Regions from separate parts of the Hordeum vulgare genome. Here region 2 is linked to region 1. The links are chromatin contacts, called in public Hi-C maps. All regions are on one chromosome and are shown on one strand. The core of a region is the stretch at or near the end of the contact, and the rest is flanking DNA. Distances in the headings are between cores, read along the strand shown. Region 1 overlaps LOC123407128 (lactoylglutathione lyase). Region 2 holds the start of LOC123412455 (aldehyde dehydrogenase family 2 member C4-like).

Evidence for each region. Hi-C and Micro-C count contacts between places; a contact is called where the count stands out from the background.
Region 2: a contact with region 1 is called in a Hi-C map of leaf, with 2.6 times the contacts expected there. The contact joins the promoter of LOC123412455 here to the enhancer-like site in region 1. A contact is called at or near these places in 2 of 6 Hi-C or Micro-C datasets (both in leaf).

What each region holds. Positions count from the first base shown.
Region 1 is chr7H:497,106,984-497,110,598 of MorexV3_pseudomolecules_assembly, reverse strand. It overlaps LOC123407128 (lactoylglutathione lyase), which reads left to right. Exons shown (of 9, transcript XM_045100189.1): 8 at 25-177; 9 at 1,168-1,354. The coding sequence ends at 1,209. Among protein-coding and RNA genes, the nearest start is that of LOC123407128, 4.2 kb to the left of the region's middle. Within about 2 kb of position 1,813, at least 2 of the 3 cell types and tissues checked have open chromatin away from gene starts, as enhancers often do. A contact at or near this core is called in leaf, where this site is marked.
Region 2 is chr7H:497,349,194-497,352,808 of MorexV3_pseudomolecules_assembly, reverse strand. It overlaps LOC123412455 (aldehyde dehydrogenase family 2 member C4-like), which reads left to right and starts at 1,693. Exons shown (of 8, transcript XM_045105403.1): 1 at 1,693-1,916. The coding sequence starts at 1,778. LOC123408786 (a long non-coding RNA gene) reads right to left here and starts at 833. Exons shown (of 2, transcript XR_006612788.1): 1 at 494-833.

The DNA of each region.
Region 1 (3,615 bases), core at 564-3,063:
AATTATTGTGTTGCCTAAGTGCAGGTTGCTATTGGCACTGACGATGTGTACAAGAGCGCCGAAGCAGTTGAGCTGGTTACCAAAGAACTAGGTGGAAAGATTCTAAGGCAGCCAGGGCCACTACCGGGGCTGAACACCAAAATCACCTCTTTCCTTGACCCAGATGGCTGGAAAGTGGTATGTCTTCTGGATGTCTTGTGCATAACACTGCTTTATTTGAATCGAGGGGGTCATTAACAGTTAATTATGAATTCAAGATGTGCTTGCTGTAGTCAATGATTGGTTTAAAATTTGAAGAGCTTACCGTAGTCAATGTACTTTGGCAGTTAAATGAATTAATTTGAAACGAAACGAAGGACAATTCAATTGGCCTGCACAACTACTGTAGTCACAGCTTAATTGCTAGTTCCTCTCTAGAAACGAACTATTGCCAGTTGGTACATACTCCCTCCTGTCTCTGAAAAGAAGGCCTATAAATTTGTCTGAAGTCAAACCGTACATAGTTTGACCATGTTTGTAAGAAAAACTATCTATAACTACAATATCTACTAAATAGATATGTTATGAAAATATATTTTACTGTGTACCTAATAATATTAATATTAATTTGGTACCATAGTTTTTCATAATTTATACTACAAACTTGGTCAAACCTTGCACCGTTTGACATCAAAAAAAGATTATAGACCTTTTCAGAGACGGAGAGAGTACATAGTTTCAGAGACCTCTTGGATTGGCACCTTCAAGGACAATTGTTACTTCGTAAAATAAAATAGAACTTGGAAAACAACATAATCTTATAGAGGTTTATATTAATAGTCTGAGCTGTAGTTCCTCCAGTTGTGTCACCATCATCTATTGTCTAGAGAATAAACTTTAACAGTTTTGAGGCGTCACCCACTTAGTTAGCAGAACACAATCGAGGCTGGTATGCATCCTAGGCGTAGCAAAGCAAATTAATCAAGTGAGGTGGAACTTCACCTCAAATTTCGCTGCAGCATGATTGTTAATACTGAACATGATTTCTTAAACCCTGTATGTAAACTGGGTTGCAGGCGTGGTTACTAACTGATGTAGTGGTTGCTTTTACTACTGAAAATGACTTATCTTTTGCAACCAGCCAGCCACAGTATCAGTACGTGACTAATGTTATTCCTCCGGTTGTAGGTTCTGGTGGACTACGCAGACTTCCTCAAGGAGCTGCACTGAAGATGAGCAGGCTCAGATGTTAGTGTCGTGAGGAGGAACCGTATGTAGCAATGGTCTGTGTGATGTAATAAAACAAACCTCATGTAGCAAATGGTCTGTGTGCGATGTAATAAAAAGGCAGCCTCTTCCGCTCGACGAATAAAAATAAAAGCAACTACCGCATGCCCATGCCGTCATTGGCCTAGTGTTATGCCCATGCCGTCATTGGCCTAGTGTTATGCCCATGCCGTCATTGGCCTAGTGTTATTAAGTTGCTTGCATTTTGGTTATAACTACAAAGTTGATTGTTAGTTCTGGTTAAAACATTAACCCGGTACTAGATTGTGAGAGATTATAGTGTGGGAAAAGGAGGAAGATGCTCACCTACAGCGGATAGTATACCCGATCCAGAGAAAGAAAAGAGATCGCCCAGCATCCCTGCACCATAACCTTGCAACCATTTATTTCCAAAGAAAAAGGAAAATGCTTAAACTCGCCGCACTGGCAGAAGATTGGACTGATCGCGCCGTGTGATCAATCTCCATTGTGTCTCCCACAGCCACGAACACTTCCTACCTTATCTTTTTTCCAAAATGAATCGCTTTTCCTTTTTGCCTTTGTTGAGCTGCTGGGCCGACAGTAAATGGGCCATGGTACCCTGGTTCCACTGCATTGACAGTAGCCCGGTGCGTGTGGTGTGTATGTTCCGCGAGTGGAGCACGAAACGGCATGGGTCGAAGTGCCGCGAGTCGTGACGAACTACCGGGCCATGAGATGACGCGTGTCAGCAGCGATGGGACAGGACATACCCACTTCTCCAACGACGCCTCGGTAAGTGCCTTAAGATTGTCGGGCAAGACCATCATTGCTTGCCTTCCTCCAGACGCCTCCCTTGCGCGCTGCTTCTCCTTCCTTGCGCACACACCGCTCGCGCTCTACTTCTCTGCCTCCTCCTTCATCTCCGCCGCTGCTTCTCCGCCACCATGGCGCTGAAGAGGAGCACCGCCGCCAACGGGGCGCAGGTGGAGCCGACGGTGTTGCCCTCCACCATCAAGAGCCAAGAAGGCTGCAGAAGCTCACCCCTGTTATGGCCAGCGCTCATAATGAGCACAAGGCCACCAAGATCTGGTCGGGCTCGATGCCGACCAGGGAGCTGTCAGTGACGACGTTCCCATTCTTCTTCCTCTCCACCTTTGGAGGTCTGCTCCCTCCGTTCTTATACTTCTCCAGCGCGGTTCTAGAGCACTACATATGCACACGCTCTATCTCCATCCCAACTCCGTCTTCCTCCTTGCCACCTTCGCCTATCTCTGCAAGGGCTTTCTGGGGGTGATGCCCTTGTTGGCCCTCTTCCAGACCTTCTACATGTTGGAAATATGCTCTAGATGCAATAATAAATTGGTTATTATTATATTTCCTTGTTCATGATAATCGTTTATTATCCATGCTATAATTGTATTGATTGGAAAGTCAAATACATGTGTGGATACATAGACAAAATACTGTCCCTAGTAAGCCTCTAGTTGACTAGCTCGTTGATCAAAGATGGTTAAGATTTCTTAGCCATAGACAAGTGTTGTCACTTGATAACGGGGTCACATCATTAGGAGAATGATGTGATGGACAAGACCTAAACTATAAACGTAGCATATGGTCGTGTCAGTTTATTGCTACTGTTTTCTGCATGTCAATGTATCTGTTCCTATGACCATGAGAGCATGCAACTCCCGGACATCGGAGGAACACATTGTGTGTATCAAACGTCGCAACGTAACTGGGTGACTATAAAGTTGCTCTACAGGTATCTTTGAAGGTATCTGTTGGGTTGGAGTGAATTGAGACTGGGATTTGTCACTCCGTATGACAAAGAGGTATCTTGGGGCCCACTCGGTAATACAACATCACAATAAGCCTTGCAAGCGATGTGACTATGGAGTTAGCCACAAAATCTTGTATTACGGAACGAGTAAAGAGACTTGCCGATAACGAGATTGAACTAGGTATAGAGATACCGATGATCGAATCTCGGGAAGTAACATACCGAAGGACAAAGGGAACATCATACGAGATTAACTGAATCCTTGACATAGAGGTTCAATCGATAAAGATCTTCGTAGAATATGTAGGAGCCAATATGTGCATCTAGGTCCCTATATTGGTTATTGACCGTAGAGGTGTCTCGGTCATGTCTGCATAGTTCTCGAACCCGCAGGGTCTGCACACTTAAGGTTCGGTGACGTTTCGGTATTGTTGAGTTATATGTGTTGGTAACCGAAAGTTGTTAGGAGTATCGGATGAGATCTTGGACGTCACGAGGAGCTCCGGAATGGTCCGGACGTAAAGATTGATATATAGGAAGTCCTGTTTTGGTCACCGGAAAAGTTTCAGGCTCATCGGTAGTGTACCGGGAGTGCCGGGAGGGTACCG
Region 2 (3,615 bases), core at 444-2,943, 240 kb before region 1:
AGCTCTTTAAGTTGAAAGTGACAAGACAAAGATTTATGCCACATCAAACATATTTTTACGATCCATGTGAAGAATCAATAGATATGCATATTATTATCATTTTCAGGCCATGAAAATTGGTACAGCGGCATGAGCATCAAAACCAAAATTTTATTTATACTAAAATCTTATGAGATAGAAGTGTTGACTCTCGTAAAAGTGAATAGTTTTGCCACACAAATTAAATTGAAGTTGGGTTCAGGCTTTGTTTACGACCACGTAGAAGCTTCTAATACGATCCCTTGCACGTGCTACATAATACAGATTTGTTCTACTGAGGTTTTTTTTGTTTCTGATCCCGAATATTGGTCAAGTGCATAGATCATCTGGCTATCAAGAGCAGACCCTAGCTACATATTAATTAATATGCACATGGCATAAGCAGTTCATGCAAATTAAGTGATCCTAAACACGGATCATCATGCATCACAGCCTCCGGCATGGACGAACGTACCTCGCAACAGAGCAACTCCCTAGCAGGATGCAGTCGGCGACAGTCCACGAACGAATAGATGAACTGGTGATCCAACTATTGCGGCGAAGAAGAGGAAGTGTAGGCAGCATGCTAAGGGAGCTGGGACGGTGGATCGTCCGATGACCCACGAACATGATTGGGATCCCTTCTGCATTCCACAGATTCAGAGGAGGATTGGGCAGTGGCGCATGAAGGGGGTGGGGGCGCCCATTGTTGTGGCCACCCTGGATCTGCGCCACCTCCGTCCGCACGCCCTCGACGCCCGTTGGGTCCACCGCACTGACAAGTGGAATTGAGGAGGAGTAGGAGGACGACGTGGTGGCCGAGGCAAGCTCCCGTCGGAGAAATCCATCGCCCGGTCGAGCCCGCTCCATCGCGCAGTGGGGTACGGCGGAGGGCGGGGCGAGTAGGCGGGGCTGAGCGGGGTAGAGGCGGCGGGCGGGGCGAGCAAGCGACGGGCGGAGCCAGCTGGGGGGAGGCGGCGGGCCGGGAGGAGAGGGGAGAGGAGTCGGGGCGGGGCGAGCAGGCGTCGGGCGGAGCGAGCTGGGGGGAGGCGGCGGGCCGGGAAGGGAGGGGAGAGGAGTCGGGGCGGGGCGAGCAGGCGACGGGCGAAGCGAGCTGGGGGGAGGCGACGGGCCGGGAGGAGAGGGGAGAGGAGTCGGGGCGGGGCGAGCAGGCGTCGGGCTGAGCGAGCTGGGGGGAGGCGGCAGGCCGGGAAGGCAGGGGAGAGGAGTCGGGGCGGGGCGAGCAGGCGACGGGCGAAGCGAGCTGGGGGGGAGGCGGCGGGCCGGGAGGGGAGGGGAGGGGAGACTGGAGAGGAGTCGGGGCTTGTGCGGTTTCAGGGCGCTTCGCGAAGAGAACGTGGGGCTTCACGGTGTTAACGAAAGATTTCGTTAACGACAATTTAAGACCCTTAATTATGTAATTAAACGGCTGAGATGATGAGTTGGATGTGCCTTTTCGTGTTTTTTTTATAGTACAGATGAGGCTGAACGAGCACGAAACAGACAATGAATCGCAGTTGTGTTATCTCATCGGTATGTTTTGAACCAAACGGTGCGTTTGGAGCTGCCTTTACGCGCGTTAGCAGCCGAGAGGTGTGTGTTGCCTCGCGCGCGGATGGCTACGGACAGGTCGCGGTTTACGTTTCTTTATAAAACGAAGAGCAGCCCCCGTCCCCGTTGTCTTCACTCCACGGTCCACTCTCCACACACATCACGCTGCGCGAGCGCCGACAACGGTCTCGGTCTAGGAGAAGAGGCCATGGCGAGCGAGCGCAATGGCGACGGGGGCAAGGGGCGCGCCGCGGAGAACGGCAGCGGCGGCGGCGTGTGCATGGAGATGCCGGAGATCAGGTACACCAAGCTCTTCATCAACGGGGCCTTCGTCGACGCCGTCTCCGGTACGTCTCTTTTCTCCTGCGCACACATCTATTATAGCCGTCTCGCCTTGGTAATATAGGCCGGATTAGTTGTTTACTTTGGTGGTTAAGTAAGGCCCGATTTGCAGATTTGGGGGTAAACTGTTAGTGCTTGGTCTAGTGTGTTGTAGCCTTGTAGGCTTATTTGCTCGTGGTTGGTTGAACCTGTAATCCTGAATACTGATTAGTGAGTACTCAAGTGCCAAAGGGAGCAGTATTTGAGGTCAGTTGTGGCGCCCAGCCGCATGTTCACGACGCATGGCGAACATAGCATGTCCGCGACCTCGCGTCGCGCTCATTTTTCACGGGCCAGCAGAGCGATAAGATTCATCGTCTAAGCGGAATCCACGGAAGTAACATGGTTAGCTTGTGTAAATTAAGAGAGAAGACGCCACAAGCTAGCTTGGGTGACGGGGTGCTTATAGCTTGGCTAAAATAGTGTCCCCTAGTTCTATAGGGCGTATCTAAGATGGTAGAAGGGCAAACACTGGCTAACCAAAACTCGGCGGTCAAGCTGCAGGGATCTGATCTCTACCCAGATGGGACTGATGAGCTTTGTAGCCTTGTAGGACCCCATTGTCTCGTGTTCTTTTAGAAGCTCGCGTGCAGTACTTGTACGGCTGCACCATTGGCCGTGCAGTACGTGACGGAGATGGCCTGGCAGAATCTGCTTGGTACTGCTGTGCTACACGTCTGTAAGGTCAGGTCCTTTCATTCTCGTTATCATCTGGTCCCGGTTTCCGTCTCGTTTGTACGAGCCTGCGCCCGTGAGATGCCAATCGATGATGCTTCTTGAAACCCGATTCGAATGACCGTAGAGCTTGTCGTCGTCGAGGCCGAATGCCTACGTGCACGTCAATGGCTCCCTTGCTTGCCTACATGTTCCAGGAAAAAGACTTTCATCTCGTTCTATATATAAAGCAACGATCGATCACAGCTCAAATACAAACACACGTCACGACAATACATTCACACACCCAAAGCTAGAACCTAGACGTTAAACGCAGCAACACTATCCTTAGTACTATAAAAACAACCGGAGTTCTCAACCGTGAACATGGCACCGCGAAGAAATGAAGTCATATATGACGAATCGTGTGCTTCAAGACGGCGCCTTCAGAAAGGTTATGACATCAGAATGCCGCCATCGCCCGAACCGATGATCAATGTTTCCCCTGTAGCAACACAATGGGCAATGAAAGCCGCGACGACGTCTTCAAGAAGGGAACAAGCTACGCCGCTGCCGGTCCATCCGAAGATGGACCAGGGTTTCACCCTGACCAAGACTCACCACCATCGGACGCAACACCCCGGCGACCACGCCGCCCACGCGGCCATGGCCACCGAGCACCACCAAGCCACAGCTCCGCCCAAGAGCACCGCGCTACCATCACCAAAGCCACCGCCCCGGCATCTAAGACCTTGCCACCACCTCACGCGAGACCTGACACATCCCAACCAAAGAGATGGGCGAAAAGGTTCCACCTTTCGCACCCCCTGGGAGACCCCCAGCGTTGAGACCCGATAGGCCGGTCAGCGCTGGCCTCCATCAACCCATCCTGCAGCCCCGAGCGCGAGACGAGCTCGGTCCTGCTGCACCTTGCGCGAGACGAGGTCAGTCCTACTGCACCATGCGCGAGACGAGCTCGGTCCTGTTGCACATACGCGAGACGAGCTCGGT